Linked DNA regions of Mus musculus: regions 2, 3, 4, 5, 6 and 7 are each linked to region 1. Evidence: chromatin contacts called from public HiChIP or PLAC-seq and promoter capture Hi-C data. All regions are on one chromosome and are shown on one strand. Each heading gives the region's core, a stretch centred on a gene start, on an enhancer-like site or on the middle of the called end of the contact. The rest is flanking DNA. Distances are from core to core; before and after follow the strand shown. Region 1 holds the start of Acly (ATP citrate lyase). Region 2 holds the start of Hdac5 (histone deacetylase 5). Region 3 holds the start of Nr1d1 (nuclear receptor subfamily 1, group D, member 1). Region 4 holds the start of Wipf2 (WAS/WASL interacting protein family, member 2). Region 5 holds the start of Thra (thyroid hormone receptor alpha). Region 6 holds the start of Cdc6 (cell division cycle 6). Region 7 holds the start of Gjd3 (gap junction protein, delta 3).

Region 1 (2,832 bases), core at 153-2,652:
GGACCCACTGAGGAGGGTCGACAAAACACTCTCACTTTAAGGGCTGGGGAGGGGGAGGGGATGACAAGCAAGCAATCCCCTATAGCAAAGGAACGGACAGAACTCTTCCGAGTATTCCCTGCTACAGCAGACAGTGTCTAAATAGAGATTAAAAACAGCAGCTACTCTGTCTTCAAGGCCTCCTTTTACTGCCCCCCCCCCCCGCAGAGGGGAGCGTTTAAGCAGCTTTCTAAGAGGTGGAAATGATCTTTCCAGGACAGTTATCTCTCGATAGTAAAGAAACCCGACATGCTGAGCAAAGTTAAAGCGGGGACAGACAGGGTTGGCTGGCAGACTAAAGTGCCTTATGCTGTCCTTTCCAAAATTATGTCAGGAGGGATCCCTCATAGCAGAATTTCAAGACTGAAGAAAGCAGCAAGCTTTGGGGACCAGACCTCTGCCAGGCCTGACAGGAGGTAGAGGTAGGTAGCATCCTTTGCACACACGCGCGCCCGCGCACATACACACACCCTAGGTGCTTGTCTCATCCAGACTCCTGAGCACTCCGACCATCTGTTGTTTGGGGGCTACACCAGTAGGGAGCTCCTTAGCAGGGAGAGCCCATCCAGCGCCGTCGCTCCGGAGCCAAGTCCTCGCAGCAAGGCCTCAGGCACTCTGAAGCAGCACGACCCCGCGTGGCCAGGGCCCGCTCCCTACACTTCGACATAGAGCTTAAGGGATTCACCACAGAACTAACAGGACAGGCCTGCTTGAGTCCGGCTTGCGAGCGGCCGGCGTGGAGAGAGTAGCCACCGCCATCTCTACTACCCGCCCCGGCATCCGGTGGGGAACCCGAATGGGGCCCAAAAAAGTGTCCCAAAAAAAGCCCGACTAGACTCGAGAGCTGGCCCTGGGTGGAGCTGAGAAGAAGCAGGACGCGCAAAGGCAATCCGGAGGAGGGAGAAGTAAGGTCGGTGGCAAGCAATGTGCAAACTCCCAGGAACTAGAATAGGATTGGGAGGGTGTAGACATGCGGCCCGCGGCTGGGGAGAAGACTACTATAAAGCTTAGACCCGCACAAAACTTCCGAGCAGGTGCAGGGAGCGCGCGGGAGCGCCCAGCCAGGGAGCCCGGAGGTGGTTCCGGGTTGGGGGAGGGAAGCAGGAAGCTTAGTGGGTACTGGGGGGTCGCACCCGCGCCTACGACTGCCGTACTCACCTCTTCGAGAAAGCCTGAGTGTGGCTCTCTGTCCGTAAGCACCAGCTCACCCCAACTCTTCGGATCGCTCCAGCCGCCTGCAGCAGCCGGGGATCCGGCTTTTGTTCCGGCCCAAGTGGGCTCCTCCCCGCCCCCCATCAGCTCACAGGCTAAGCAGCCCGGCGATTGGGCACACGCGTTCCCTAGCCTGAGCTCTAGGCTCCTCCCCATTCGCTGCTGTGGTGGCCCCGCCCTCAGGCCTGACCTGGGGCTGATGGGACTTGTAGTCCCGGACGTGGGCGGGGCCGTGGGCGGGGCCTAGGATGGGGAGATGGGCCGGGCGGCTCTAGGAGGAGAACCTACGAGGCTGGGGGCTGTGGCCTGATCGTTTCAGGGGCTGGGCCGGCCAGCCGCCGGGTTGGGTAGCTGAGGGAGGGGGTTGTTGGCCCAAAAGGCTATAGCACTTCTCCCTGGACCTGGCGTCCTCTTCCTCCCTCCCAGGAGAGCAACTGACGTTCTTATCCCAGGCTCTTGTAAGCCGCCACACCAAACCCAGTGCGTTAGACCTGCTTTTGAAAAGCTACGTCTGCTTTCCTTTCACACGTGTCGCCTCTCCGCTCCTGGAACCCTCCCCAGGGAATTTACCAGAGCCAGTCTACACGACCACGCTACACAATCAGACTGTCCGACCTAGGACATAGATTGGAGGAAGGGGTAAACTAGTGAGGCCAGAAGGACGCCAGTCCCAACGCGAGTCCTCTTACAGGCTCACCTGAGCGCGGATCTGGGCGGAGCTGATCATTTATCTGAGATTAAAACTTAGGACTGGGGCCATCCCTGCCCAACCTCTTGCTCCCTCCCCCAACCTCAAACTAAGACACCGAAAGCAATGAACAACCTCCTCTTTTCTGTTACTTGCGAAAGATAGAACATATTTTCCAAACCCAAAACTGGAGCGCCCAGTCTAACAGGTACCCGAGAACTTCTGGGGCAGAATAGATAAATCATAAGGTCCTGGAAATCAGGAATTCACTGCTTCCCTGGAGTGGAAGCCTCTCTTGCTTGTCCCCTAGTCCCAGTATGTCTTCCCAGATGGACCCAGAAACTAACAATTTTCCAGCTCTAGGAAGGAGGCCAGAATCATCCTTTAATCAGCTCAGGTGATGCGTCAGCCCAGGGTGCAGAGAATCTGCATGGCTGTGCCCCTGGCAAAAAACCCTGGGTCAAAAGCTCCCTGCAACAATGTTGCAACACTCTCCTGGGCAAACACTTTCCCAAGGCCCCCCACTCCCAGGCCCTTTTCGGCCAGTCTTTGGATGGCTGAACTTGTAACACCCATTCTTGACCAGCGTGTGCTCCTTTTTTTGTTTGTTTGGGTTTTTTTTTTGTTGTTGTTGTTTTGTTTTTTACGAGACAGGGTTTCTCTGTGTAGCCCTGGCTGTCCTGGAACTCATTTTGTAGACCAGGCTGGCCTCGAACTCAGAAATCCGCCTGCCTCTGCCTCCTGATTAAAGGCGTGCCACCACTCCTGGCTAGCGTGTGCTCCTTGATGACGTCTTTTTTTTTTTTTTTTCTTGGTCCCTTCCCTAATACTCATTCTTTAGAAATAACAGTTTAGAGTGCCCCTTGCTCCTGCAGTTGAGGGAGAGGCCTAGA
Region 2 (2,887 bases), core at 191-2,690, 1.7 Mb after region 1:
GTGTGGAGGGCATAAGAGCCTGGGAGACCCTCCCTGCCTGCAACCTTAGGACCTAAGTGGAGGGCCAACAGGTTCCAATGTAAGGATTAGCCAGAGGTCTTCTGGCCCAAACCAATCTCCCATCCCTGCCTCCTTTTGTTCCTAGGATCTAACTCTATCTTCCCCTCCCACTGATCCCTAAACCCCTCTCTCCATTCCCATTCCCAAGATCCAAAGCTAATTCCAGGACCCAGAAGCATAGTGGTCACTACCAGAGTGATGGGTACACACACACACTACACACACTACACACACACACACCACACACACCCCAAAAGCAACTGCAGCTGCTATCCTTCCTCTTCAGGGACAAAGCTCATCTCAGAAGGCCAAACGCAGGGACATGAAGTGGTCACCTTCTCCCCGAAATGAAACACACTCCCCGCGCCCCCCCCCAGCTCTTAGATTAATTACTTATCGTCCAGCCAGTTCTCATCTTCCTGAGGGCCCCAGGGATGGGTGGGGAGGGGGGAAGCCGACTCCCCCAAGTTAACAAGGCACTATTAGAACCTCTGCCCCATGAGAAACAAACCCAAGATGAAAACTGGGCGCGGGAGTGGGGTGGGGAGATCTGCCCTAGCCAAGAAAGATCACCAATTCATCTCCCAGCTCTTTCCCGAGCTCCAGGGTGTCAGACAGAAGAGGGTGGTAATAAACGCAGTAACGCCTCACAGGCGAGGGGGTGAATAGCACAGACAAGTAAGATGGGCCCCGCAGTCCTCTTCCACCTGCAGGGACGTCAAGGACATAAAATCAAGGGTATGTTCTTCGCCACTTGGAGAAGCACTGTGGGTGGGCTGCGCCCCTCACCTCAGAGTAACAAGAAAGGGGTGTCTAGTGAAGAGAGGGTCTGCCCAGAATGCGGGTTGCAAGGCTCAAATCGCAGTTGCAACGGATTATGAGCCGCCGGGGAGGAGACAAATCAGACATCCCCGGCCGGTCTGCGGGACATTTGGGGGCGCGGGGTGCGGGGTGCGGGAAAATCGGCCCCTCCCTTACCTGCAGAGAAGGAGCCCTGCAAGGGAGGGATGAGGAGGGGCGCGCGCGGCGAGCCAAAGGCGACACTCCCCGGGCCCAGCGACGCTCCCTGGGGGTGCGGGCTGGCTCGGCGCGCGCGCCGGGAGGAAGGACAGGGTCGCGGGGAGCCCGCGGGCAGCGACGGCGGGAGGACGGGACGCTGCGGGGCGTCCCGGGGCCGTGGGAGGTGGGGTCCTGGCGGGTGCGGCGCGCTCACCCGCTGCGGCTCGAGCTCCGGCTTCGCGGGCGGCGGCGGCAGCAGCGGCGGCAACAGCAGCGGCAGCGCCTCCTCGACGGCTCCTCCATCTTTGCGGCGGCTCCTCCGGCTCCGCTCGCCGCCGCCACCAACAACAACATTCGGAGACGTCACTCTCGTCACGTGACCCGACCCCGAGCTAAAAATAGGCTCAGACCCCCCCTTTTTCGGGCTTCAACCGAGAACCCTCCCCTCCCATTCGGCCCTCCCCTCAGATGGGCGGGACCAATAGCGCCACCGTGACAGCTTCTTAAAGGGCCAATGCCCAGCCCAAGGTTAGGCTGGGGTGGAGGTGGCAGAGAAGGGATCCCGATCTCTTCGCCAAGTAATGAACTGAGTAGAACCCGGACCCCGGCTGCTGCAGGGGCTGGATGTGTGGGATTTACGATTTTGTTCTCTGTGCTTTTTCGACTTCCTTTTCAAACGGCGGATGGTGCAATCTTTGCCCGCCTGAGCTGTTCCCTAACACGCCCTTCCCTCGTTAGGGGGAGGGTAGAGGGGGGTGGAATCCTAGGGGCTGCCTTGGAAGTGGAAGCCCCTGCAGGCGCGTCAAAGCTGAAAGATTAGCTTGGACAAGTCTCTAACCCACCGTGCTAATATGGCACAGCGCTGCATCTTGTTAAAAGAAACTCCTTGGAGAAAGCCAGCATAGGTTGTAACTGTCCCTGGCCTTCAAAGGAACAGACCAAGAACCTAAAAGTCCGCTGGTCCCCAACTTTGATACCACACATACTACTACCACGTCAGTGGAACTGAACATGACTGTATCATTAAACCTACATTGTTTTGTCAATGACCTAGCAATTTTCCTAGCAAAAAATGTATTCTAAGAAAATATTGTGCTCCAAAATGAGTATAGGAAGAGATTGTTTGTTATATGAGATGTCAGAAACAACCTAAATAAATATCCATCAGGTAGGTATCTGCAAATAAACTAGGAGACATCTATTTAGTAAGTTATCATACAGATGCTCAAAATTATACATATGTGGGGGGTGTAAAAGCGGCTTTTGGGGCGTTTGACAGGAATCTGACATTGGTCAAGGACAAGAAAATGAGATTCAGGCAGGAATCTGACATTGGGCCATGACAAGGGAGTAAGTTCAGGTAGGAATCTAATTTTAGGGTGGAACAAAGAAGTAGATTTCAGGCAAGAATGTGATTTTGGGCTAGGACAGGGAAGTAGGCTCAGGTATCTTGGTCATCCTGACAAGCTCTTAGACTTTGTTTATTGCCTTGACATACGGCTTTAATCCCAGCACTTGGGAGGCAGAGGCAGGCAGATCTCTGAGTTTAAGACCAGCCTGGTCTACAGAGTGAGTTCCAGGACAGCCATACTGAGAAACCCTGTCTGGAAAAAACAAACAAACAAACAAAACAAAATATCCATTAGTTCCAATACTTTATACAAACGTTCATGAGTCTGACTCTGTATGCCTGAAAAATCTAGGTTATATAAACCAAACGTTTTCTTTCTTTTTTCTTTTCTTCTCCTTCTCCTTCTTCCTTCTTTTCTTCTTCTCCTCTCCTTCTTCCTCCTCCTCCTCCCTCCTCTTCTTCCTCTTCCTTCTCCTC
Region 3 (3,197 bases), core at 182-2,681, 1.8 Mb before region 1:
AACCCCGCCCTCGCCCCGCCCCTCCCGGGCGTCCTGGGTCGTAGGCTGGCCCTAAAACCAAGCTGGGCCGGGACAACTGAGGGGAGGAGAGAAGGCGACAAGCGTTGCTCCGGCAACTTGAGGGGCGGAGCTCATTATGTAACGAGGCCGGGAGGCAATGACCAATGAGATGGCGGCCACGGCTTCTACTGAATGAAAACAAATGCAGCACGTGGGCCCGGCTCTGCAGCCATGTGAGCCCTCCCCAGGCTAAGTCGCTGTGGGTGCCCTGCCTGGAGATGAGTCCCAAGCACCCGACTCCTCAAATGAAGCTCCCCACTGCCGCTGAGGATTCCCCTGTGAACTCTGACCCAGTCACGCAAACCCACCAGCCCGGATCGCCCCACTTCCCAAGACTACCTGGAAGTAGGCTAGAACTGTAGAAAAGGGAAAAGAGACAGGCATACTATAGCTGCAAGGAGTGGGCAAATGGGGACGTGTCCAGAGACTGCTTCAAAATGCTGAGTCTCCCTAAACTCTTCCACTCGCCACTGGTATCCACCCTCCATTTCATCCGTTCTCGGACTGAGGGGAACTCAGGGGGTGCTAGTGATGCGTTTTAGGCACATTCCCAGCCGTAATAACCCTCTTTAGAAATCTTACCTAGTGGCTTTCATCTTAGCACAGTAACAAACACCAGCCAGAGGGAATCCCCAATCCCTTACAAAGTTCCTCTCATAAGCCTTGGATGGAAATGGAGACAGTGACAGAGCAAAGATAAGAATCTCAGTACCTGTGTTGTTATTGGAGTCCAGGGTCGTCATGTCTTCACCAGCTGAAAGCGGTCATTCAAACTGGACCTTGACACAAACTGGAGGTTGTGATGGCCTCTCTCGCCCCCTGGGCAATGGCTGAGGGAGACGAGTGAGCCCCGCAGTTCGCAATCAGGATTCCAGGCACTGAGCAGTAAGGTCTTGGGGTGGCTATACTGCAGCCCTCCAGAAGGGTAGGACGCTGAGGCACCTGAGATCTGATTTGCATGGGAAGAGCAGAGAGTGTGTGTGTGAAGAATCAGCCTGCAGCAGTTCTGGCTATAAGGTAGCAAGGAGAGTCGGGTCTCTGCAGTGCACCGGATGCCACTCCTGAAGGCTCCGCAGTGAAGCAGGGTAATGAATCTGGAGCTCCGGGTGCAAAAGTCCCAAAGGAAGAGAAGCTGCAACCAGGAAGTAAGTAGGTGATGGAGAAATGAGGCACCAGGACGCAAAGAGAGACGTGTGCCCTGCTACGTTTCCTCAGCAGTAATATTTCACTCTGCCAATCTCAACCGCCTTTTGCCCGAGCCTTTCCCTGGGACAGAGGGCTCTGCGCAGGCGCCAGCAGCCCAGGGTTCCCGGGCCGCACGCGGCACTGGAGCAGGTACCATGTGATTCCAGGGAGCGCCTCGTGCCCCAGTGACACACTTTTCCAGCAGCCGGCACGTTGAGATCTGTGCGCCTGCGCACCGCCAGGATTGTTGGGATTTGTAGTCTACTGACAATGTAGGTGGAGTGTGCCTATTCCTTTTCTGCTTTGCAAAAGTGCTTGCTGGCAGCGGGGAGGAGCTGAAAGTGGACTGGGGTGGGGTTTTCTGAAGAGTCAGGGTGGCGTGTTTGGAAAGCCTTGTATGGCAAGGGCATGTGAATTCCTGGGGAGGGCCTGGCAAGCTTTACTGCTCCGTGGAAGATCAAAGCTAAAAGGCCCTTTCTGCAAACCTAGCAAACGTGAGAGCTTCACGTGATTGGAGAACTGACCTCACCCTGAGGTTAGTGGTGACTAGGGGGAGAAAGACAAGCTGGGAGGAGAGATTTCCCTTAAATCAAGAACTTAAGCATCTTTTGCTATGGTGACAAGGTGGGCGACAAGCAGTGTAAATAAAACCCCTTTCTCTTCTTCACCCTAACCCCAGCCCCCACGGGTAGGACTGGCATAGCACGGGGATATCCCTAGGGACTCCCTGTTTGCTTATATGACACCACACTGCCCACTCAAGTGACTTTGGGGTGAGTCATTTCCCTTTGTCTGGGAAATAAAAAGGAGAACAAAGGGAAAGTGCTCTGAGGTCCTCATAGAGAGAGGGGGGTCTGCTCTCTGCAGGGCTTCATGATAGCAGAAGAAGCCCACAGTTTAGGGAGAACATGAGGATCATTTAACTCCCACCCCTCAACTCCCCGAATTGGCAGGGTGTAGTGGCTCGTGCCTGCAATCACCGTCCTTGAGAGGCTGAGGTAGGAGGACTGTCGTGAATTTGAAGCTGACTTGAGCTGCAAAGCAAGCTCCTACTAAGCGAGGAGGGAGTGAGGATCTTCCCTCCTCTTACTGAAGAAGAAAAGGGACCGCCATCTCAGGGACTGGCTCAAGGTCAGGCATTCACTGCTTATTTCTTGTGACCGTCCCGTCCCTGAGATGGCGGATAAATGAGCACATGAAGCACTTAGCATCTCTCTCAGAGCAGCAGTCATCTCAGGAGTGAGAAACACAGAGGCCTGGGGGAAGGGGTCTGTTCTCTGGGGCTTGGGTTGTAAAGAGAGATGGACACGTATCTTCAAGCAGTCGAGTAAGCCCCAGCCACCCTGCTCCTATCTCCAAGTCCTCTGTAATCTCTACACTTGGGGATGGAGGGGGGGTGCTTTTTTTTTTTTTTTTTTAACCTTAAGTCTTTCTCTACTTGCACTTAGGAAGCTCCAGAGAGTTCTGGGAATCCTGGGAAGCAAGCTACCTTGGAGTCAGAGAAAAGCATACGGGGAAACTGAGCCAGGAGGACCACTTTGAGCTCAGTGATTTGAGACTTAAACAACATGAGACCCTCAAAGCTGGAATTAGGGGTACCAAGGAGAAAGAAAGCTGAATGTTAAGGTCAATGATCTTGACCGGGTTAACCACTGATCATCTGAAGGTTAGACTTTAGCCCTGTTCCCTCGTGCCTAACGGGCTTGGAAAAGAGGGGGAGCAAGCATTTCTCCCGCTGCCCTGGCCCTTAGGTCCAGAGCTAGGAAGCTGCTGCAGAGCACCATGGGAGGAACTGGGAGGAGCTAAGACAAACAAGGCCAGAGGCTTTTCAGGAAAACTTGGTTTTGAAGTCAGCCTCCGCTCCCTCTCCCTCCTCCCAGCCAACTGTGTGGAGGGAGAGCTGGGAGGTAAGCTGCTCTGTCCCTGGCTGCCTGCTCTTTGAGACCTTTGAT
Region 4 (3,225 bases), core at 325-2,824, 1.7 Mb before region 1:
TCCTCTTTCTTCTTCCTCCTCCTCTTTTTTCTTCTTCCTCCCCCTCTTTCTTCTTCTTCCTCCTCCTCTTCTTCTTCTTCTTTTTAAAAGATTTATTTTATATATGAGTGTACATTGTCACTGTCTTCAGACACACCAGAAGTGGGCATCAGATCCCATTACAGATGGTTGTGAGCCACCATGTGGTTGCTGGGGATTGAACTCAGGACCTCTGGAAGAGCAATCCGTGTTCTTAACCACTGAGCCATCTCTCCAGCCCCCTTCTTCTTCTTGTTTTGTTTGTTTTGGTGTTCTGAGGCAGAATTTCTCTGTGCAGTCCTGGCTGTCCTGGAACTTGCTCTGTAGACCAGGGTGGCCCCCAGCTAAGAGATCTGCCTGCCTCTGCCTCCTCTGAGCTACAGAGCCCAGCAAAATTCTACTCATCTTGCAGGGGCTAGTTCAAACCATTTACAAATCTCTTCTCATTCTTCAGCAGGAATTCATCACTCCTGTGACATCCCGGCACATGTCACAACTCTAATCGCACACTGACTTGGACGTCAGCTGTCTGTTTACATGCCAGCCCGCATGAGCACCATACACCAGCATGGTGAGCTCCCGGAGGGCAGAAGCTGTCTGCTTGAGTCACATCTGGAACCATCCCCAGGTACAGAGCTCAATGAATGGCCCAAAGCAAATGTTCAATGTGACATTTAGCACTAGTGGGTGGGGCAGAACAGAGGGAAAACAAAAATAATAACAGGCTATGGCTTATCACATGCTTTCCCATTCATTCATTACCTGATGAGCCTTCAAGCACTGTGAGAAAGGACAAACACTATGAGGTAGCTGAGACCCACGAACACACAGTTAGTGAGTGGGGATTAAGTGCTAGCTGATATTGGCCTTTTACTTGAGGTTCAGCCCTGGTCACTGGGTTGACTGGATGGAGAAGCAGTGAGACATAGGGTAGCAATGGGGTTGCTTGGTGTGGTGGCGAGCTTTGTGTATGAAGATGAGATCCTTAGTCATCGGCAACAGAGTTAAGCAATGGAAACCAGCAAGCGACAAGGACTCCCCTCTCTCATCCAAGCACCTATAGAGGAGTTCACAACACCATGCCTCAGCCTACCGAGCTGGGGATCACTAGTTAAGTGGTTACAACGACCTAACCAATGACCTGCTAGAAGAAGCTCGCCTCTCTGTTGCTATGACAACCAGAGCTTGTCTGTTGGGCCTCTTCAAGGGTACTCTAGACCATATTAGGGCTTATGGTGTGTGTGTGTGCGCGCAAAAAAATAAACACGAAAGAAAACATACTTGAGATACATCAGTTAGCTCACTGGTTCTCTACCTGCGCAATTTTAAAGGTCGAGACGCTCAGGCCGCATCCAACCAATTAAATAAGCATCTCATGGACCGAATCCTGGCATCACTCGTTACTGAAAGCCTCGCAGGCGGCCCCAGTTGCAGTCCCAAGATGCAAACGGGACTTCCAACTGCGGACTCGCGACCTTCTCAAGATGGTGGCGCTCCGCCCCCACGTGCGCCGGTAGAGGGCAGGCTTCCCTGAGCGCATGCGTCCCGCGGCCCTCGGCCCTCGGCTCCCTCCTCCTTTTCCCCCGCCTCCATTTTGTTCGCGGACGCTGGGGACGGTGGGAGCGGATCCATTTCCGGGTTGGTAAAAGGGGCGGCGGCGAGAGAGAGAGAGAGAGAGAGAGAGAGAGAGAGAGAGAGAGAGAGAGAGAGAGAGAGAGAGAGAGAGCGAGAGAGAGCGAGAGAGCTTGCCGCGGGGCGAACGAGCAGGACTAAACCAGGACTGAGGTGACGGAGGATTCGCTCCCGGAGCAGCCCCCCGCCGAGTGGGAAAGACGCCGGGGCGGCTGAGCCCGCCGCTGAGGTGACCTGCGGACCTGAGTGGGAGGGAGAGCCGGGAAGGGGGGACTGTGGTGGGGGGGGGGAGGGACACCGGAGGAGGGGCCTGATGCGGAGAGGGGGTCCTGGGGGCGGGGCCTGGAGACCCTGGAGAGGGGGCGTGGGCCATCCGAGTGGAGGGCGGCGGGGACCGACTGAGCAAATGGGCAGGAGGGAGGTTTTTTGAGAGACAGGAAATTAGAGATCCTGAAGGGTTGGGTGAGGTGAGTAAGACTGGCAACTCTGGGTGAGGTAGGAGGGGAGCCGTGCGCGGAGGGGGAGATGGGGAAGGGAGGACCTGTTGGGGAAAGGTAATTATTGGCAGGATGCTCTCGAGTTTAGGAGGATCGGTGTGACGTTTCGGGATTGATCGGGGTGAGGAGGAGGATTGAGAGCGAACGTGTTTACACTGGGGGAGATGTTGAGAGTGTGGGATGAGAGGGAGTCGGAGTGATGTTCTGAGATGCTCTTGGAAGCACCTGCAGTTGAAGGATCCCTGTTGGAGCGGCGTGAAATTGAGGGAAGATGAAAATCTGAAGGCGCTCGCTAGACGTAGGCTGTGTGTGCGGTCGAGTTACTGATTAGGAAGGCATATTCTGGAAGGATAATATTGAAACGAGGAGCTGGAGGAAGCTGGTGTGCACTGGAATCTACCTCTGTCCCCGCTTCTGCTGGCCTTTAAATCCTGATCCACCTGCTACATCTGATCCCTGAAATTCTTCTTTCTTTTTCTCTTTCTCTTTCTTTTCTTTTCTTTCTTTCTTTCTTTTTTTTTTTTGAGACACTTTGTCTGTGTAACCCTCACTGTCCTGGAACTCAGAGTCTGTAGACCAGATTGGCCCGGAACTCACAGTGATCCGCTGGCCTCTACCTCAGAGGGAGGCGTGGGCCACTATGACTGCCCAGCCCCGTAAACTATATTTGTTTGTTTGTTGTTTTGTTTCTTTCAAGACAGGGTTTCTCTCTGAAACAGCCCTGGCTGTTCTAGTGCTCACTATGTAGACTAGGCTGGTCTTGAACTCGCAGAGATCTACTTGCCTCTGCCTCCTGAGTGCTGGGATTAAAGGTGTGTGCCACTACCACCCAGCTATCTTAATATATTTTTTAAAAGATTTATTTATTTTATTGTATGAATACATTGTTGATGTCTTCGGACACACCAGAAGAGGGCATCAGACTTCATTACAGTTGGTTGTGAGCCACCATGTGGTTGCTGGGAATTGAACTCAGGACCTTCAGAAGAGCTGACAGTGCTCTTAACTGCTGATCCTAGTATCTTAATTAAAAAAAAAAAAAAAAAAAAAAGGAGTGGGGCTTGGTGGTGCATGCCTT
Region 5 (2,801 bases), core at 292-2,791, 1.8 Mb before region 1:
CCTCAATTTCCCCACTGCAGCTGCCGCTGTACAGTGCAGGCTTCTTTCAACCATTGTGTGTGTCCTTCAGTCCCCCTTGCCATCCCCAGTAACCGTAGGCTTCCACTTCGTTCCTCCCTCATCCAGCTTCCTGTCCCTTCCCTATCGGGAGCCCCACGAGAGGCATTCTCCCTTCTCCTCATCCCTTGTAAACCCTTAAAACCCCTTGTAAGAGAAGTGAGTCCATTGGCTCAGGATGTAGGTGGCTGGAACTAAGATGTGCAAGGGCAGCCCAACTTGGAGAGACTGTTGGTCAGCAACCCACTCAGCAAACGATTCTATCCAGTATGAACTGAACGGTTAGAAGAGCAGCTCCCCAGACACACTCTCTGGCTCCTCCCCAAGAGCAGGCTGTGGAGGCAGGGCTCCGCCCTGGGAGCCGTGGGAAGGCTATGGCCCCCGCTGGTAAAACTGGGCTAATGATAGCGGGGGAACCGGCGGGGCCAGAGGGGGGTGCTAGGGTAATTAGACCTCTGCCTGGCGGTAGTAGATCCCAAGATGAAAGGGGCTCTGGCGTCACTGGCAGGGTTTTATGTCCACGAATGCAGGTGTGTGTGTGTATGTGTGTGTGTGTGTGTGTGTTGTGTGTTTTGTGTGTGTGGTTGGCGCACGTGCGCGCGCGTGCGCGCGCAAGGGTCCGGAACTGGCATGGAGACCTCTCCTTTGAGAAAAGGAGTCCACCTATTTGCAGCCACTCTGTTGCTTAGATTGGCCCTTGAACCATTTGGATTTTGATGGTATACACAGGAGAGGAAATATCACCTCTGAGAAGCTGGGAGATAAGGGGCTGTAGCGAGTCTTGTCCACCCCCATTCCCCAAGCTTAGTATAGGAGTATATTGTTGGGGAATGGCTGGTGGGCAGTGACTAGAAAGAGCTTCCATGGAGAACAGAGACGTTTGCAAGAGGAGACAGTGGATTCAGCATTAATGTTAGAAACGAGAGAGGAGGCACAATGTGGAACGAGCCTCCAAAACGGCTAGAAATAGGATGGTTGAAGTTAGGAGGATTTCAGAAGTAACCTGTCCAACCTTTGGATTTTGTGCTCTTACCCTGGATGCTGTAATGTGTTCAAGGTCACACAGGGAGTTGTTCGCAAAGAAGGGACCCGAACTCTGAAACTACCCTTAGCGTTTGGTATCTGGACTTCCTCCCGGATTTATAAGGTGCAGTGATCTCCTCGGTCCTTCTCCCCCTACCCCAGGGTGCAAACCAGAACCCCCCTCCCCCAATTCTCCTCGCAAATGAAAGCTATTTTATTTGAAAATGACATCTTTCTCAAAACGTGTCACCGACCGTCGCTCCTGGATGGAGCCGTAGGGGGGGCGGGGGTGAGGTGGGCGAGTCTGAGCCTGGTAGGGGCCAAGGCGGTAGAGGGGCTGCGGGGCGGCCGGCCAGGAGCTGGGGAGCGGCGGGGGGCGAGGGGCGGGGACCGGCGACTGCGAGGCGGCCTGCAGGGAGCAGCCGCGAGCCGGCCGGGCGCGCGGAGCTGGAGCCCCAGCCGGAGCGGGGCGGGGGAGGGAGGAGCCAGAGCGGCCGCCGCCTCTGCCGGAGGAGCCGCGGGGCCGCCACACTCGCCCCCCGCCCCCCCGCGCTCACTCGCACTCACACCCCGGCGCTGGAGGCGGGCGGCCCGGGCCCCACCGGCCCCCCATGGACGCCCCCGGCACGGGGCGCTGAGACCCCCGCGTCGTTGCTCAGCTCGGACCAGCGCGCCAAGCCGAGGTAAGGAGGAGGGAGCAAGGGGGCATTAATATGCAAATGCATCGCGATTGATTATGCAAAGCCGCGGGTCTCTGGCCAGCTTGGAGGCGGGCTGGGGGCGCCCAGGGGGTTCCCGCCGCCGACCTCAGTCTTTTCCGGCGCCCGGGTGACCCTGTCACAGCCCGAGAGCTAGCCACTTACGCCCTGGGGAAAGAAGGTGCTGTTAAGTGGTCGGTGGGCCCCGGGGTTCGCCCAGGGAGATGGCGTCTGGGCCTCCCCTTCGAGGGCCCGCCCCGGCCTCTGTCCGGCCGGTCTGCTGCGCATTCCCGGGTTGGGCCCCGCTGCCTGCCGAGGCTCCCCCGCCCGCCCCGCCGCGGTTTGTTTACGGTGTGCCAGAAGCTTGTCGTGTCCCCCCACCCCCCCAGCCAAAGAGACCGAATGGCCTTTGCAAAGCTGTCTCTAGCTAGGAAGGGCAATGTGGGTGCGGCAGGGTGGAGGGGCTTGCATGGGCTGGAGGAGAGAGAAGCCCCCCTCCCCTCCCCACCTCTCCAGTTGAGCATGGCTTTCTGGTTGCAACACTCCTAATTGCAAAAACGCGGCGGGTGGGGTGGGGTGGGGGGAGTGTGAGCTTGTAGTAGTGGGGGTGTACTTGATGGTCCCTAGATGATTAGGAGAATTGTTGGCCTGTGGTTGGGGAAGAGAGGAAGAAATGGACCCGTGTTCTGTGTGTGTGTGTGTGTGTGTGTGTGTGTGTGTGTGTGTGTCCGCGCGCGCGCGCGTGCATGCTCCCCGTTTCCCTCCCTTGCAACGTGTCTCTGGTGCCCCTTTTCTATCTTGGGCCCTCCCTTGTCCAGTGTGAAAAGAAGGCCTGGGAAGATGTCAGAGGCAATGAAGAGAGCCACCCATTTTAGGGACTGGAGGGGGGAGCACACAGAAGGAAAGCCAGGGAGACGGGAGGCCTGCCCCTGAATGCTGGCTCTGGACCCAGGAGGGGGAGGGGATGAAGGGGGCCATTGTCCAAGATGAAGGGGGAGGCAAAGGTGACATGCAGACAACAGA
Region 6 (2,770 bases), core at 117-2,616, 1.6 Mb before region 1:
CACACGCCTTTAATCCCAGCACTTGGGATTTCTGAGTTCAAGGCCAGCCTGGTCTACAAAGTGAGTTCCAGGACAGCCAGGGCTATAGAGAAACCCTGTCTCGAAAAATAAACAAACCAAACAAAACCAAAAACCTTCCTCGGGTGCTTATAAAGACTAATTAAGGTGATAGAGGTAAAATAACGAGCTCAGACCCACACACTTACGTTGGCTCTTCCCAGCTATTTGAAATGAGAGGTAACTGGCGATTGTGCTGTTGTGCTCCTACTTGTAGCTTTGTGTCTGTTTTATTTGGTATCAGACAATAAAAGATATATCCTATAGCCAGGTGTGGTGGCGCACACCTTTAATCTCAGCACTTGGGAGGCAGACCCAGACAGATCTCTTGAGTTTAAGGCCAGCCTAGTCTACGTAGTTCCAAGACAGCCAGAGCTACAAATAAAAAGTCTCAGAAAACAATAACAACCAAAACAAAACAAACCAAGAACAAAATCCCATAGACTTTACCATTACCTAGAATTGGGCTCTGGTCTTTAGAAGAACCCGAGTAACCTTGGAGCCTGACCTGCCTGCAAATGGCTGCTCTAGTTACATTTTTCATTAAATGCTCAGCTTGCCTTGCCGATAACTCTTTTCCTTGGGTCCCAGACCCTAGTGCTTGGCCATAAGAGATTTTCAAATTAAAGAGACATAATTTTACTCCCTATGATGTGTAGCTAGATGGATGTTAAGGCAGCACTTGGAATGTATGACCTTGAAATTATACGTTTGGTGTTGCACTTGTTTCTCACTGAGCAAGCGCAAGTCAACAAATAGTGAGATGATGTCAGTTTGCTTAGATAGGTCTAGAACTTGCCCCCCCGCCCCCCAAAAAAATACCCTGGTTCGAGTTATCAGCTCCTCCCCACAGAAAATTCTGTGACCTTATACATTCATTTGCTTCATGCCATACAGGACCGCCCCCCAAAAAGTAGGCCTTGTAGCCCTCTTAAAATCTAGCCCACCAGAATAATGAAAATAGGGATGTTTGGCAGATAAGATGAGCAAAGGTAGCCCAGTAGAATGAGGACGTTAGGCAACGGTGGGGAGGCTGGGTGGAGGACAAAGTAGAAATAAAAATACGGAAGTAGATGTGCGTAGAGGCAAAAAAAAAAAAAAAAAAAAAAAAACTACACTTCCCGCCAGGCTTTACGGCGTGACGCGCTCGTAAACGCGCGCCTTTCCTCCGAGGTCTCAAAAGTTAACGCCCTCCCGGGCGAGTGGGTGTGACTTCGTGGTGGTCGCTGAGACCTGGGGCTGTCCTATTGGCTGCCGGCCGTCACCGGCGAAGGCGTGGTGATGAGTGACAACTAATCAGAAGCCTGGCTGGACTTTGGCGGGAGACGAGAAGGCTGAAGTAGAGCGGCTTTGGCGCGAGTTGACTTTGCAGCTGCTGTAGAATTTGTGGCGGGAGAGTTTTTACGGTGGTGATCGAGACGCGAGGAGTGTGCACTGAGCGACACGGCCCTGAAGAGTGCAAAGCTCCGCGAGGTCTGGTGTCCAGAGAGGTGAGGCTGGTCCGAGCAAGGCCGGTGGAGAGCGGGAAATCGCCTGGGGTCTGAGGCTGGGTCAGGGAGGGGGTTGTGAGCTCTAGAAGCGGTTCGAGCACGCCGCGTTGGGAAGGAGAGAGCTGCTGGGAGGAAACGGTGTAGGGTGGGGTCGGGAGTTTGGTGGAGTGCTGGCTAGTTTTGAGCAGAGGACGCAGCTGCCCTTGCCCAGGACTTGGGAGAGCCTAAAGGTGACGGTCTGGAACCAAACCAGTGCTAAAGACGTCTCACATGTCTGCAGGGAAGGAGCTAAAGTATTATAGAAATAAATGGAGACAGACTTCTGGCATCATACAAGTGTAAGAACTTGGCTTCTGGTCCCAGGGTGCCCAGGGTGATAGCCGTGTGTTTCTGTGACTATCTCTTTAAGAGAGGGCTAATAGTGTCTACATTTGACGTATGGTAAGACTGTAGTGTGTAATATGTGTATAACGGAATGTTACACGTACTAGGCAGACAGACGTTACCCTTTATTACATAGATTTGCATGGGAAGCACAACTAAATGTTAAAAATGCTATGTTAACGTGATTTATGGAGTGCTGGTCCCCAATATAATTATTTATATTGCTCTGTGTGTTTTTCTCTTTGCTCTCCTGATTTTCCTTTGTATCCAGTTGTGTGGCCATCATGCCTCAAACCAGATCCCAGACACAAGCTACCATCGGTTTTCCGAAAAAGAAGCTATCTAATACCCTGAAGAAACCCAATTCCCGGGATTGTGAAGTAAAACTTAGAAACGTCCAGCCTGTACCCACCACTCCGTGTGTGGACGTAAAACTTCTGCCTCTCAGTCCCCGAAAACGTCTGGGTAAGCCCTCCGCTTTGTGAGTGCGACTTTGTGACTGAGCTCTCAGCCTTTCCTGCCTTGATGCTGAGGTGCCTGGCTCTTAAAACCAGAGCTGTATTTGCCTTCATAATGGCTGCCAAGTGTGTACCGAATTTCACGGTTGAGCCGTACACTAGAGATCATTTGCTAAGGAACCTAGGTTTGATCTTCATTTCCTTAGTTCTGTCCTTTACATTTCCCTTGAAGTTATAGTGTTATGGAACTCGCCTGCGTGCTTGTGAAATTAAGAGGAAACAAATAACCCGGGAGGTGGTGAGCTTGCTTTTAATCCCAGCACTCAGAAGGCAGAGGCAGGTGGGTCTCTTGAGTTTGGGGCCAACCTGGTCCACAGAGTG
Region 7 (2,795 bases), core at 65-2,564, 1.5 Mb before region 1:
GTGTGGACACACGCATGTGCGGACCCTCACAAGCATACACATGCAAATACACACAGCTCATAGAGGTTTACTATGCTTGAGCAGCCAACCCATCTGAGTGTGTCCAGAGAGAGTGTGTGCAGAGCGCTCACGGAAAACCACTCTTCTCTGAATTAGCAGGGAACCTGGGAATGTTGCCATCACTGTTGATTTTTGTCCCCGGTGCAACAATCAGGTCACCCACGGCCGGTTTGCCGCCTCTCAGGGGAGCCCTTGGCGTCCTCCCTTTCCGCAGGGATCACAGCACCGAGGAGCCTCCCTGATTTAACACGGCTGCCGTAACCAGCACTAGGAAGTGCGACACCTCCCCCACCCGAACCCTGGCGGTCCCCTCTGCTCATCTTCTGCTCAGGCAGGGTCCTACGCAGTCTTTCAGAAGCAAAGCCTTCTGCCTCCAAGGACCCGGGTGCTGATATCCAGCCTCCGATCTCGCCGCTAGATGGCCAGGTCCTGGCGCACGGTAGCCAGCGACGCTTTGCTGTGGCCGCTGCCGCCTTCGCCCTCGCTGTCGCCTGCCGGTGAGCGGTGCGCGTAGGCTGGCGGGCCGAAAGGGTCGGGGTCCCCGCGCTGCGATGGCAAAGAGGGCGACGGCGGCGGCGGCGGGAGCAGCTTGGCGCGCTGGCGACCCTTCCAGAGCAGGTGACCCAGCTCCGCCACGCTGAGCAGCGCCGACAGCAGCCCGACGGCGAAGTAGAAGACCACGAAGACGGTCTTCTCGGTGGGCCGGCTCACGAAACAGTCGACCGTGTGCGGACAAGGTGGCCCGGCGCACGCGTAGTGCGGGTCCACGCGGAAGCCGTAGAGCAGCGCCTGGCCGCCCAGGAAAGCCAGCTCGGCGAGCAGGCGCAGAGCCACGCTCAGCAGGTAGCAGCGGCGCGCGCGGCGAGCGCGCAGGGCGCACGGGGAGCACGGCGCCTCGGCACGCCCGCGCGCGCACGGCGGGGCCAGCTGCGCACCACCCGCCTCCTTGCTGGCCTGGTGCATGGAGTAGATGACGAACAGCACCGGCGGCGCCGACAGCAGCAGGATGTGGAAGAGCCAGAAGCGGTAGTGGGACACCGGGAAGGCGCGATCGTAGCAGGTCTGGCGACAGCCGGGCTGCAACGTGTTACACACGAACTCCTCCTGCTCGTCCTCGAACACCGCACCTCCCACCGTGGCCAGCACCAGGATGCGGAAGATCAGCATGATCACCAGCCAGAGACGACCCACGAGCGGCGACTGTAGCTGCACCGCGTCCAGCAGGGAGCCTAGGAACGCCCACTCCCCCATGACGCTGGGGACGAGGAAAGGGGGTAGTCACAGGCTGGGGCGGGCTGAATACCCCCTGTCCCCCGCCACCCCCCACCCCCACCCCCACCCCCGTCCCTCAACAATCTCGGAGGGCGCCAGGGAAAGAATATTTTCTGGGGTTTAATGAGTTAATGTCAGAGTGTGAGGATAGTCCATCCTCAGCTATGGGATTCCTTCATATGGGCATAGAGGGGTGCTGAGGAGGGATTTCCCCGCACACCTGGCCTGGGCCTGCTTGGCTAGGGAGACCCTAAGGTTCCCCAGATTCTAGGTTCTTCTTCAGGGCCAACCTTGCTGGCCTGGCTTTTTGTGCCAGGAGCAAGAGCGGCTACTGGAGTCTAGAATTCTACGTTCCTTCTGTTTGAGACCCCTGGGAGCAAGGGGAGGGCCAGGCCGGGTGAGCCCCCACTGTCTCCTTTCTCTCTCACCTCGCAGCAGGGAACGCCTTTTGGGGTTGGAAGCTGACACAGAAGCCTGTTTTTCCAACTTAGGATCTCTCGCCCGCCCTCAATCTTCCCTTCCTCACCAACCTCAGCCAAGGAGACCGGGCACAGCCCCCTCGACTCCTCTCTGATAGCAATTATCAAGCATCTCTTGTAAGCCTCCCCAGACACACAGAATACACCACGTCCCGTCCCTGTAGACCCTTAGTGGCCTCTAGATGTCCCCAACCCCACTTACCCCGGGACCTGGGCCTTAGAGCTGAGCGGAGGACCTTGAGAGACAGCTGGGACCTGTCCCTCTGGGTCCCTCTTTCATTTTCCTTTTTGGCTTTGGCCGGGATGGATGATAGGACAAGTATGGCTGAGAGGGGCTAGCTCTCCCCCTTCTCTTAAAGGGACAGGGTGACCTGTGGTCCGGCTCCACCCTGGAAATAGATCCAGGGCCACACCCCTTGTTGGGTCCTTCCTGCCTTCTCTTTCCATCCCTTACCCCCCATGCCCATCCCATAGCCATGTCTCCATCTGGCGATGGACGGAGGCTAACTAGAGCTACATTTTTTTTTTTAATTGAGGGAGCCAGAGAGATCAATCATGGGAACCCTATCTCCTGGCAGACTCCTCAAACTGAAGACTAGGTCCACCACAACCAACTGACCCCATTTTTGAAGGGTCTTGTGGGCCAGAGGGAGATAACTTCGGCTTTTAGGGGACAACAAATATGGCTTTGGGGGGGGGGGGCTTTTGGTTCTGCCACTATTGGACCTTGGATGAGCCATGTAGGTCACTTGGGCTAAGATCTCTTGGTCTGTCACCTGAGCCAGCTAAACTCTAAGATTCTTACTTTGTTCCGAGACAGAGTCTCGCTGTGTAGTTCAAGCTGGCCAGGACCTTACCGTATAGGCCAGGCTGCCCTTGAAGTAAATGATCCTCCTGCCTCAGCCTCCCAAGTGCAGGACATTAAGTATGCATCACCACACCCGTCATAGTCGCCCATCTTAATGACCAGGTCTCAGCTGTGTT

Evidence for each region. Promoter capture Hi-C pulls out the DNA fragments that hold promoters and counts their contacts. HiChIP or PLAC-seq counts read pairs in DNA pulled down with a chosen protein or histone mark.
Region 2: a promoter capture Hi-C map of pre-B cells shows a contact between it and region 1, with 3 times the contacts expected there. The contact joins the promoter of Hdac5 here to the promoter of Acly in region 1. A contact is called at or near these places in 1 of 39 promoter capture datasets (pre-B cells) and 1 of 484 Hi-C or Micro-C datasets (B cells).
Region 3: a contact with region 1 is called in a promoter capture Hi-C map of pre-B cells, with 10 times the contacts expected there. The contact joins the promoter of Nr1d1 here to the promoter of Acly in region 1. A contact is called at or near these places in 1 of 39 promoter capture datasets (pre-B cells) and 1 of 115 datasets of contacts at active chromatin or transcription factors (astrocytes).
Region 4: a contact with region 1 is called in an H3K4me3 HiChIP or PLAC-seq map of stem cell-derived neural progenitor cells, with 3 times the contacts expected there. The contact joins the promoter of Wipf2 here to the promoter of Acly in region 1. A contact is called at or near these places in 1 of 39 promoter capture datasets (hippocampal neurons) and 4 of 115 datasets of contacts at active chromatin or transcription factors (astrocytes, embryonic hindbrain, embryonic stem cells and 1 more).
Region 5: a contact with region 1 is called in a promoter capture Hi-C map of pre-B cells, with 5 times the contacts expected there. The contact joins the promoter of Thra here to the promoter of Acly in region 1. A contact is called at or near these places in 3 of 39 promoter capture datasets (cranial neural crest, pre-B cells and second pharyngeal arch cranial neural crest) and 1 of 115 datasets of contacts at active chromatin or transcription factors (embryonic forebrain).
Region 6: a contact with region 1 is called in a promoter capture Hi-C map of cranial neural crest. The contact joins the promoter of Cdc6 here to the promoter of Acly in region 1. A contact is called at or near these places in 2 of 39 promoter capture datasets (cranial neural crest and hippocampal neurons) and 2 of 115 datasets of contacts at active chromatin or transcription factors (embryonic forebrain and embryonic stem cells).
Region 7: a contact with region 1 is called in an H3K4me3 HiChIP or PLAC-seq map of embryonic forebrain, with 2.9 times the contacts expected there. The contact joins the promoter of Gjd3 here to the promoter of Acly in region 1. A contact is called at or near these places in 3 of 39 promoter capture datasets (cranial neural crest, liver and pre-B cells), 5 of 115 datasets of contacts at active chromatin or transcription factors (embryonic forebrain, embryonic stem cells, epiblast stem cells and 2 more) and 1 of 9 other capture datasets (embryonic stem cells).

Annotation. Positions count from the first base shown.
Region 1 is chr11:100,526,598-100,529,429 of GRCm38.p6, forward strand. Acly (ATP citrate lyase) reads right to left here and starts at 1,403. Exons shown (of 28, transcript NM_134037.3): 1 at 1,198-1,403.
Region 2 is chr11:102,228,732-102,231,618 of GRCm38.p6, forward strand. Hdac5 (histone deacetylase 5) reads right to left here and starts at 1,441. Exons shown (of 27, transcript NM_010412.3): 1 at 1,274-1,441. It overlaps Mir8101 (microRNA 8101), which reads right to left and starts at 1,419; the gene lies at 1,309-1,419.
Region 3 is chr11:98,773,946-98,777,142 of GRCm38.p6, forward strand. Nr1d1 (nuclear receptor subfamily 1, group D, member 1) reads right to left here and starts at 1,432. Exons shown (of 8, transcript NM_145434.4): 1 at 773-1,432. The coding sequence starts at 803. Gm31862 (a long non-coding RNA gene) reads left to right here and starts at 1,466. Exons shown (of 4, transcript XR_880204.3): 1 at 1,466-1,869; 2 at 2,694-3,152.
Region 4 is chr11:98,862,024-98,865,248 of GRCm38.p6, forward strand. Wipf2 (WAS/WASL interacting protein family, member 2) reads left to right here and starts at 1,575. Exons shown (of 8, transcript NM_197940.2): 1 at 1,575-1,879.
Region 5 is chr11:98,740,244-98,743,044 of GRCm38.p6, forward strand. It overlaps Thra (thyroid hormone receptor alpha), which reads left to right and starts at 1,542. Exons shown (of 10, transcript NM_001313983.1): 1 at 1,542-1,763.
Region 6 is chr11:98,906,435-98,909,204 of GRCm38.p6, forward strand. Cdc6 (cell division cycle 6) reads left to right here and starts at 1,367. Exons shown (of 12, transcript NM_001025779.2): 1 at 1,367-1,547; 2 at 2,203-2,396. The coding sequence starts at 2,216. RefSeq lists an enhancer at 1-207.
Region 7 is chr11:98,981,706-98,984,500 of GRCm38.p6, forward strand. It overlaps Gjd3 (gap junction protein, delta 3), which reads right to left and starts at 1,315. Exons shown (of 1, transcript NM_178596.3): 1 at 1-1,315. The coding sequence starts at 1,311. The coding sequence ends at 475.